Linked DNA regions of Neogale vison: region 2 is linked to region 1. Evidence: chromatin contacts called from public Hi-C data. All regions are on one chromosome and are shown on one strand. The core of a region is the stretch at or near the end of the contact, and the rest is flanking DNA. Distances in the headings are between cores, read along the strand shown. Region 1 holds the start of VPS18 (vacuolar protein sorting-associated protein 18 homolog). Region 2 holds the start of KNL1 (kinetochore scaffold 1).

Region 1 (5,553 bases), core at 2,189-4,688:
AAAGGCATGGTACCTTGTTGTTATTTTCCAAAGGTTGAAAATATATTTAGATGTTTACTAGAAATGTAGACTTCCTCTTCTGTAAACTATTGGCTTATACTCTTTGCCCTCCCCTTTCCTTTTTCTTACTAGTTTTTAAGGACTTTTTAAGGAATAGGATTAAAAAAATCTATAGCCTTACATGGAAAAACATCCTTTTCCCACCATTTTTGATCATGCCTGATTCAAATGCTTTTTTTAAAAGTTAATTATTATTTTATTTATTTATTTTGAGAGACAGAGAGTGTATGATTGGCGGGAGGGAAGGACAGAGGGAGAGGGAGAAAGACAGTCTTTTTTTTTTTTTTTTTTTTTTTTTTTGGAAAGAGAGAGAGAAAGAGAGCACAAGCGGGGGAGCAGCAGAGGGTGAGGGAGTGGCACACTGCCTGCTGAGCAGGGAGCCCAATGCAGGGCTCAATACCAGGACCCTGGGATCATGAGCTGAGCTGAAAGCAGATGCTCCACTGACTGAGCCACCGAAGCACCTTGGGAGTGAGAGAATCTTAAGCAGGCTCCATTCCCAGTCCAATGCACGACTTGATCTCACAACCCTGAGATCATGAACTGAGCTTAAATCAAGAAAGACACCTAACTGACTGAGTCACTCAAGCGCCCTGTATTATTTTTTTTAAAGTACACTCTACACCCAACATAGGGCTCGAACTCAGGACCCCAGAATCAAAAGTTCCATGTTCTTCCCACTGAGCCAACCAGGTGCCTCTCAAAAGTTTTTTTTTTTTTTTTTTTGGTCATAACAGCAATTACTGTGTAGTCAAATATATCTGTCTTCTTCCTAGCGGATTTTCTAGCTTGAGTAAGAAGATCTCCCTTTGGCCAAGAACAAAGACATTTATTATGTATTCTTTTATTTTTTTTATCTTAATTAACTTATTTTTTTAAAGAGGGAGGGGGGAGAGGCAAGGGAGGGAAAGAGAATCTGAAGTAGGCTCCGTGCCCAGCACAGAGCCTGACATGGGGCTCAATTTTACAACCCCAACATCATGACCTGAGCCAAAATCAAGAGTCAGACACTACTCACTAAGCCACCCAGGCACCCTCATTAAATATTCTTTTGATATCGTTTATTTTTGTATTTTTAAAGATTTTATTTATTTATTTATTTATTTATTGGGTGGTGAGTGGCGGGGGAAGGAGCAGAGAGGGAGAAGCAGGCTTCCCGCTGAGCAGGGAGCCTGACACGGGGCCCAATCCTAGGACTCTGAGATCATGACCTGAGCCAAAGGCAGACGCTTAACCAATTGAGCCACCCAGGTGCCCTAATATTCAATTTACTTTTAATATTTATATGCTTATTCCACTTCGAATTTTTTTTTGTGATCTAGAGGCTTAGGTCTGTTTTATCTCTGATAATTATTCTGGATAAACAACTCTGCTGATACTTTTGTTATACATTATTTCCACTTATGTTTGTATGTATGTATGTATTTCCAATTTTATTGATATACTATTTCCATTTACAGTGGATTTATTTTAGGACTCTAGACAGTTCCCCTGATCAATATGACCAGTGTGTGGGTTGTACTATCTCTAACAGGTGAAGGGACACATTCAGAGACTGGGTGACTTGCTCAATATTCCCTAGCTGGTAAGTGGGAGAGCTGGGATCTGATCCAGGTCTACCTGATATTTACTACTACACTGCATTAATTCTCTTTGGGAATGGATATTCTTGGAAAATTCCAAATCTACTGTTTCACCTGTCCAGAGTGAAAGAAAGGCCCTAGTCACTAATTAGGCCCCAGATACCACTAATTCAGTCCCTACTCCTAAGCCTTTTGGGCCCTCACTCACCGGAGTAGTGTATCCTTGCCCAGGCTCATGCAGAGCTGATTGCAGGAGACAACAAGACTGGTAATTCGCTCAGAAGGGGTAAAGTCAATGCGCTGCTTCGTGAAAATGGGCACTTCCTTCTCTAGCTGGGCATTCACATACCCTACAGGGAAGGAGGGAATTAAACGTTAGGTATGGAAAATGTGGAGGAGGAAGGACAAGGAGAGGCAACCAAAAATGTTTCCTCTTCACCTTCCCAACATATCCCTACCCCAAGCGTTTGGTTAAAAGCTTAATATCAATGTATCAGATAGTTTGCTAATCACCTCTACATTAGGGTCCTGGGCTCCTTTCACACCTCTGACAGCCATAAAGAATGGATTCTTTGAACCCATGGATTGCTGCTGCACTGTCATGTACCCGCTCCCAATAGTAATGTGGGGCAAGCGTTGGATATTCTCCCTTAGCAGTCCTGGGCCCAGCAATCCCAGCTCAACTAAAGTATTCTAGATCACCCCCTCCCCTCCTCCCTGCCCATGCAGTAATGCTCTCACTGAGTTTCCAGAAAAATGTAGGAAGAGCGAGCCCTGGGGAACGTGCCAATCAAACTGAAGCTTCTTTCTCTCTCACCTTTGCTCTCGTGTCTTTACCATTGCACAAAATATCCCAGCACTTCAGAACCCTCCGCCAATCCTGTTCACTTTCTAAAAAATTTCCCCTCAACACCAGGCTGCACCCAGATCTAGTAAAGGACTAAAATAACTGCATTTTCCCCTGTCCAGTAAAGTTCCCTCTAGGACCAGTCTTCCTTCCTCTACAATACTCTCCTACAACCATTTTCTTGGACCACTCTCTTCTTCCCGCCTCCAGAAGGGGCCTGGTAGGAAAAGCATAGGCTCTGGCTGAAGCCTTGGAGCTTATTCTCAGTTCTCTCAACTGTGGCCCTGTAGACAAGCCACTTCCTTATCTGGGTCCCAGTTTCCTCTTAGGACCCTAGTGGCAGGGCCTAGATCACGAGGCTGCTCTTTCAAACTTCGACCATCCTCCAGCTGGGGGCCAAGAGAGTCTGCGGAGATTCAGAGGCCTAGATCTGGACTGCACCTCTAGGCGGTGAACCGGACCTCCTGGAGCTACTTCCCCGATCCCTCCCAGCAGGTGCCAGGTGAGCGGCGCCCTCCCCTCCCTTACCGGAGTGGGGGATGCCCACGCTGGGGCAGCCAGGCTGCAAGACGGCCGAGCGGGACAGGGAATCCTCGTATTCATCCAGGATGGACGCCATGGTGCCCGGCCTCTGGGATCTCCCTCCCGGGCCCAGGGATTACAACAGGGTTCCCCCCAGGGATCCCCGTCGCCCTGGATTGGAAACTGCGTCTCCCCAGCCTCGACAAGAATCTGTTGACAGATTTTGGCAATCCGCCGCTCACTCCTCCTCTTTAGAATCCAGAGGATTTTCTCGCTCTCGCCTTATAAAGTGAGAAGACTGGGGAGCCCCCCCCTTGAATCTGGCGCAGTCCTGCACTCCGCTCCCGCACCCCAAAAGATCACTGGCTCCCCTTAGCCGATTCGAGAAGACCCAACCACGCCCCGGCAGCTCAGCTGACTCCCGCCCCCGGGACGCGCGCCTATAACGTAACTTCCGGGTTCTTGGAGTCCCGCGTTTACTCGCTCAGGATCGTACCCTGGCCGGCCACTCGGGGGCGCGGCAAGGGCTACGGAGGAGGGGGCGGGGCGGAGGCGGGACGAGGGCGGGGGGCGGGCCAGGGCCGGGGCCGGGCGGTTCCTGAGGGAGGGAGCCGGAAGTTCTGCGGGAGTTCTCGGCTGGAGGCGGAGCGCTGGACTAGGCAGAGGTGCGGTCCCGGTGGATGCTCCGCGGCTTCCTCCGAATACAGGCCCTTCCTTCCAGGGTGCAGTTCCGAGCTCTGAAGCCAGGGGGCAATCCTGGCTCTTTTAGGCCGTTCCCCACCCGGCCGCGGAGTTCAGCCCCAGCCTCGAAGCCAGTTCCCGACTCCTTTTGTGCCCAGGCTTCCCTCTCAGACCGCTCAGCCTCCGTGTCCGGTTCCCGCTCCAACCTCTCCAAACAGGCCGCTGCCCTAGGTCCTCAGGAGAACCTCCCGTTCCTCGGTCTAGTCGCAGTCTTGATCCTATCTTGACAAGGCCAAGACAACCAGTTCTGGCCTCTCTTCTCCCACCATTTAGGAACCCACCAGCTTTCAGGAAGTGACAGAGCTGGTCACCTGGCCAACGGAAGCCAAGAGCTACCTAACCGGCCTCGAACCGGCTGCGTAATGCCTCCTCGGTGTGAGGAGAGACAGAATGGGCGGCAGAAAAGACCCAGCACAGCTAAGGGCTGCAGGACTGCTTCGATTCACTCGTTCAAAATAGCGTCCTTACTCTTTGCCTGCCTAGCCTTGGGCTGGGTGCTGGAGTTACAGAGATAAGTACAATATCATCCTTGAAGGTCATAAACCAGCAGGGACAATGGACCAGTAAACAGATCATTAATGCTAGAAAAGCGATGGTTGGATTTGTTCAGAACCTCACTCATTCCAAAGTGAGCATACACTCTGCCAGGCACGATTCCAGGCTCTGGGGGCGGCTCGACAGAGAACAAAACGGAGGAAAGTCTCAGCCCTCGTGAGGCTAACCCAGGGACATGGTCTTAGCGCTGTGGGAGCACAGAGGGGCAAATACCTGCAGAGCCTGGCAGGAACGAAGGACAAGTGACCTACCTTGAAGACTGGTGGAGAGTCCAAAGCTCACAAAGTGCCACTCCGTTTTGGTTTCCCTCTTGCACCCACCTAGGCCACCCAGACAGAGCCTGTTCCCTTCGGGGACCTGCAGACTCTACCTTGTTGAAATAGGGCTATGGGCCAGGGTCACTGCCATCCTGATTTTAACATGTAGCCTGGGAGTAATGACTAAAAGCGCCCCCTTTACTTTCAGACGCGTCCGGGTTTGTGCCACATATTGTGTGGTCCCGCTACTCTTGCTGAACTACCCTGCCAGGCACAGAGGACTGAACCCTCACCAGCCTACACCAAGGGCTTTCTGGACTGGCCCTGGCCTGGGATGGGGACACAAGTTAGGCTGAACACAGTAACTTTCTGTGGCTCCCGGGTCCCACTTCTCCCGTCCAGAACCTGCAGAAGCAAAGCCTCTCTCCCAACCAAGGGTGCGGCTTGGCAGGCTAGATCCCAGAAGGGAAGTTGCCAGGGGTGAGCCGCAGACAAGAGGTTTCCGCCCTGGGAAAAGTGATCCCAGTTTGGGAGCTGCCCGGCTCAGAGCAGGAGGCTCCACCCCAGAACCCCTGCTGGGTGCATCAGGGAAATACAAATAGGCCCAGGCTAAGGTCAGATAATAATAAAAGGTACATTTACTGAGTACCAACAATGTGCCAAGCACCACACCAAGTTCATAATAGTCATTGTTATTTCGTTTTACCCTTACCCTAATGCTCTGAAACAGATACTGCTCTTTTCCCTATGCTAGGAAATCGGAAACTGACATTCCGAAGGGAGAAGGAGTTTGTCCACAGGGTCCCATGGCCAGGAAATGGGGAAACCAGGAGGCAGCATTCAAAATACAAGCAGATGCCAAGAGTTAAACACCACACCCCATTTCTCAATGCAAGACGAAGAGAAGAGGGTACAGCTGATTCCACAGGTCTGGACCATGCAGAGAAATGCCCCCCCCCCATGTGGGGGGCCAGACAGCATAGGAGGG
Region 2 (5,553 bases), core at 1,946-4,445, 250 kb after region 1:
TCTGAGAAACTAGCACATGCTTTGTAAATAATAGGAGTTCAATAAATATTTGCTAAATGAGTAATTAAGAAACAAGAAACAATTATTTCAAATTACTTTTACGATTACTAATATGCATAGTTTTTCTCCTTTGGGGAATATTTTCAAATTCAGTGACATATTCAAAATTCACAGATAAAAATATTAAATACTATCAAATCAGGATCACTTGGACATCTTCACTGTTTGAAATAGTCATTGAACATCATTCCTGTCTAACCTGTAAACCAGTTGGCATTTAATTAGGTGATGAGATTCAAAGCTTATTGAAATCCTCCTTTAAAAAAAAAAAATTCTTGGGACGCCTGGGTGGCTCAGTTGGTAAGCAGCTGCCTTCAGCTCAGGTCAGAATCAGGTCAGAATCCCAGCGTCCTGGGATCGAGTCTCACATCGGGCTCCTTGTTTGGCAAGGAGCCTGCTTCTCCCTCTGCCTCTACCTGCCACTCTGTCTGCCTGTGCTCACTCTCGCTCTTCTCTCTCTGACAAATAAATAAATAAAATCTTAAAAAAAAAAATTCTTGGGGTGCCTGGGTGGCCCAGTGGGTTAAAGCTGCTGCCTTCGGCTCAGGTCATGGTCTCAGGGTCCTGGAATCGAGCCCTGCATCAGGCTCTCTGCTCAGCGGGGAGCCTTCTTCCTCCTCTCTCTCTGCCTGCCTCTCTGCCTACTTGTGATCTCTGTCTGTCAAATAAATAAACTCTTAAAAAAATTCTATTTATTATATAACTGTAAGTTCCACCATCAACAGAAATAGGGTACCCCAGATCACCATGTTAAACTTCATTTGTAAAATGATTTTATTGTTGAACTCTTGGTCACTGCCACATTAACAAATTACTGATTGGTTCTAAAACTGTGCACCTGGCACCCAGGGGTGCTACGGCATACTCATAGAAGTATCTTGGGATATTTCAAATTTTTGAGAGAAACAGCAATTTTTGACATCTGTCATGCACCAGTGTGAACTACTAGCTCAAAATAGTACCTACTTGTATTACATTAATTTTGATAATATATTATTGCAAATCTGGATTTTTGGCAGTTGCTATGATATGAAGCAAGTACTTTTTATCAGTGTGGTACTGGAAATGAGGGTGGCAGTGTCCTATATGACTCCAAGATTTGAGAAGTTGTGTAGTGTTCAAGAGGCACACATAGCCAATTAGTAAATAACTGATGATTTAAGCATAAAATAAAAATATTGTTTTTTTCTTTCAATTATGCATATTTTTTCAAATGGCTACTAAACATTAGGACATAAATTTATTTCAACTTAATAACTTTTTAAATTATTTGGACGTACTGACTTAATAAATGGAATTGTTAGTTATTTCTTTTGATCCAAGGGCACCAATGAGCCAAAAAAGTTTGGGAATTACAGTCTAAATAATCCAAAACACTTCAAACTACAGATACTGGGCCAGAGTCCTAAAGAGGGCTTTTTGTTTCGTTTGTTTTGTTTTACATTTTGAATGGGTTGCAGAAAACAAAACAAAAAACAAAGAAGAACATGCAACAGTGACCATGCTGGTGACCACGTAGACTGCAAAACCTGAAATATTTATATCTGGCTCTTTGGCTACTCCTGCATTTACACTACCAGTTTCTAAAGTTAATGTATTCCATTGTGCCCACTGATAACAGTCTCTAGACCTGTGCTATCTGATACAGTAGCAAATCAAATTTAATTTAAATGAAATAAAACTTAAAATTCAGTTGTTTAGGCACAATTAGCCACATTTCACGTTGTCATTAGCCACAATTAGTTGTCATTTGACTAGTGGGGAACCATGCTGGACAGTGCAAATATAAACCATTACCATTTTCACTGAAAGTTTTATTAGACAGCACTATCAATATCTAGATTATCTTCTACTATGATCTCTTATTCAGTAATCAGGCATGTCACTGATAATACCACTCCATACATTTTTGTATCTATTTGTCATCTTGTAAACATTTCCAGCCATTCACATAGTGAAGAATTGAACCCAGTCTTTACTCAGCAACATCTTAAATTGACTCATCGCTATAATGTATCCTTCCCTTCAAGTTCCACCTCAAATGCCCCTTTCTCTACAAAGCCTCCTTTAGTTTCCAGGGCCAAAAGCATCAAATAAATGCTCCCTTTTATGTGCTCCAATACCACCTTACAATGTCCTATAATCCTTTACATTGTTTTGCATCATAGCTATTTGTGAATGTTAATCATTTTCTCTTCTGGACTGAATATTCCTCCAGATTAGGGACTCTGAGTCATTCGCTCCCGGCCCTAGCACAAGACGAGGAACCCAATAAATACCTGAGGAATTCGATTGATCCAATTCAAATGAAGTACAAACTTCAATCTTAATATCTAGGGTAAGCTCTGCTCTGGTTTTCTCCGTCATATCGACAAATTTATCTCTAAAATTCCAATCGGCAATGTTTGAGAATTTTTTTTCTTAAACTCAATATTGAGATAAGCAGCAAGAAAAAGAGGCTTTAATAAGCTCCGAGCTACTAGTGGCCACAAGGAGAAATTTTCAAAACTCGTCTGTGGTTAATACTGGCTTTATTTGTTAATGTTACTGTAACTGCTGGAAACCGAATGTCTGTTCAGTGCTGCCAGTAAACAAACTACGACCTGACGAGCGCTTAAAACCACTCAACGCTGTCACTTCATTTACAGCTAAGAAATGACCGAGTAGGAAATACAAACCGCCGGGAGTACCCTAGGGAAGGGGTGCGAGGCACCGTGCGGGAGCCCTGACAGAAGATGGCGGGGCGGGGCGGGGCGCAGCCGACCCGCAATCCGAGCAGGCCGGAGGGGCTCAGGTGTGGAGGGAAAAGTGCTAGGGAAGAGGAAGGAGTACAAAGTGCAGGCACGGGTAGGCAAAGAGCCCCACAACCCGGCAAAAACTTCTACTCTGGGCCCAGAGCTTTCGGAGGCCGCCGGGCGGAGGGAGCGTCTCCACGTCCCACCACCGAGTCTTCAGAGCGCCCAGAAAAAACTAATGCCCACCTCCATCACCCCCCAACCCGGGAGTCTGGAACGAAAGGGTCATTCTCTTTACCCACCGCAGTCCAGCTTCTTGACAAAGGCTGCTCAGACTTGTTTGGGGTCCGCGCGCTCCTCAGAGAGCAAGTCAGCTGCCGCCCACCGACAAACCTCACTACGCCCAGACTATTTCAGTGAAGTATTCAAATATAACCGCCTAGCTGTTGCACATGCGCAAAACCGCTCTACGCGGCGGCTCCGCCCCTTAGACTCCGGAGCAATCCTCTTCCTGACTCCTTTAAACAAACTTCCTTCCTCCTGCTCTGTATATAAATTTTATTTCCTTAAAGCCTATCTCACTTTCCACCGAATTTTTCTTTGTCCCACCCCATTGTAGAGCCCTCACATCATGGCAGCAGCCATCTTCTTTTGATTACTTGCTGTAAAAATGATCAGATCTTTGTTTCCGTACAAAATGGCGGCCTCCATAACGTTGCGTCACATCCCCCCAGTATTACTCCCTATAGCTACCAGGAAGCAGTAGGTTTCTGGGACGAGGTGGCCGAGTGGTTAAGGCGATGGACTGCTAATCCATTGTGCTCTGCACGCGTGGGTTCGAATCCCATCCTCGTCGAACGTAGCTTTTGCTTCAAAAGGACGTAAATTTACTTGCGATGGAAAATACTTGATTATTCCAGTTACGGTTTACTAGTGGATTTACTCTGGCAGGGTCAATATCTGGTTTGAGGTGTTTGGAAGGTAGGTTTTGGAGCATTCGAACGTCGCGGATAAAAACGAGGGAAAGAAACATCCCAGATGTGTGTGCTTGATTTAGTATCTTTTTATACGAAGTAAACAACAGTGCTTAGAATTCCATGTTAATTAACCTAGCTTCTGAGTGAGGAACTTACCCCGTGGTTTTTAATACCTGTCCTTGTTATGACATACCAGGTTTTCACTGCAAAAGCTACTATAAAACAGTGTTCAAGATTCCCTTCCAGTCCCCAGCAGGTTGCACGTGCTCAAAAAAAGTATACACTGGGAAATATTAAAAAGATGTTGACGACATGCAGAAACTTAACAGTATCTAGAAGCCAGAGACTGAGAACCCGAAAAATGGCTACCTTAACCACGGAAGAAAAGTGTTAAGCTTGTTCTTTTATTTAAACAGAGAGGGAGGCATAGGGGACAAAATAGAAGAGAGGGGTTCTCCTCTTCAAAGGTAATCAGGCAGATTCATTCAACTCATATTTAACCAGTATTTATCCAGTATTTATTTATTTATCCAGTATTTATCCAGTATTATCTACAGCAGCACAATGAAATGCATCACTTTAACTCATCATAACCCTATGATCATGATAGATCATGATCATTTTTATTACTCCTTTTTACAGATGAGGACACTGAAAGATAAACTTGTCCTAGGTTATACAGTTTTTATAACTGTGTAAGAAAGGGCAATGTAATCCAAGTCTGTCCAGCTCTGCTGGGTCTTAACCACCATCCAATATGGTGCTGGAGATTAGCATTTAGTGCTCATTTATCCCTTGCAGAAATGATTTACATGTCCTCTCTCCCACGCGGCTGTGCACACTGCAGAGTGCCATAGAACCTGGCACCTGGCTGGTGTTTCTGCAAGCTTTGCAGCCCTGAGAAAAGGCAAAAGCCCCTGCTCCACTGGTGCCACTGGTTCATCCCTCACTTAAATCCAAATCCCTTAGAGATATTGATGCCGCTCTGTGTTAAGGGCTTTGGGTTGCTCCAACACCTGTCTTCAGCCTTGCTCTCCAATCCATTTGCCACTCTGCTATTAGGAAGTGTTAACTATCCCAGTTCCACACACTCATAAGGAGTTCATGGATATTCAATTGGTTATTCAGTTGGAGGAAAAAGTGCATCTTTATTTTCACTAATCTATCATTGAAAGCACTGCCCTCAATAAAGGCAAGCAATGAACTATAGTAATATTAACCTTACCTGTAATTTTGTTACCAAGAGAAATCACAGATACATTATATTCCATTACCTGCTCATCACTACTTCAAAATAATAGTTATTAGATCTGCCATTAGATCTTGTAAAGTTAGGCATTCCTAAGTACATACAGTATTATATTATTATACACAGATTTTAAAAATATTTCAGTAACTGTATTCCAACATAATTGTTTCCTTTGTATTCCAACAAACTTAATTTTATGTATTTAAAAACAGCATTCTGAGAAGCAACCAAATGACTTCACCAGACTGCCCAAGAGGTCTATGTCACCAAAAAAGTTAAGAACATCTGACACTTTTCTAAAGTGCCCTGAACATACCAATATTCACTTGTTCTGAACTAGGCTTAGCTCTCTACACCTAAGACCTATGCTATTTCTACTCCTCTCCCTGGAACATGTTTTTGCTCCCCTGCACCTCCTTCCCATTCACCACTGCCTGCCTGGCTCCTGCTTCTCCTTCAGATCTTGGCTTAGACATCATCCCCATCAACAAGTCTCCCTTTGCCCTGCAACCCTCAGCTCCATGTTAGATTC

What was found. A called contact is a pair of places that touch in the nucleus more often than the background predicts.
Region 2: a contact with region 1 is called in a Hi-C map of fibroblasts, with 3 times the contacts expected there. The contact joins the promoter of KNL1 here to the promoter of VPS18 in region 1. A contact is called at or near these places in 2 of 3 Hi-C or Micro-C datasets (fibroblasts and muscle).

What each region holds. Positions count from the first base shown.
Region 1 is chr13:86,423,627-86,429,179 of ASM_NN_V1, forward strand. VPS18 (vacuolar protein sorting-associated protein 18 homolog) reads right to left here and starts at 3,439. Exons shown (of 5, transcript XM_044230514.1): 1 at 3,019-3,439; 2 at 1,852-1,993. The coding sequence starts at 3,109.
Region 2 is chr13:86,678,376-86,683,928 of ASM_NN_V1, forward strand. It overlaps KNL1 (kinetochore scaffold 1), which reads right to left and starts at 3,196. Exons shown (of 26, transcript XM_044229588.1): 1 at 3,098-3,196. TRNAS-GCU (a tRNA gene) reads left to right here and starts at 3,570; the gene lies at 3,570-3,651.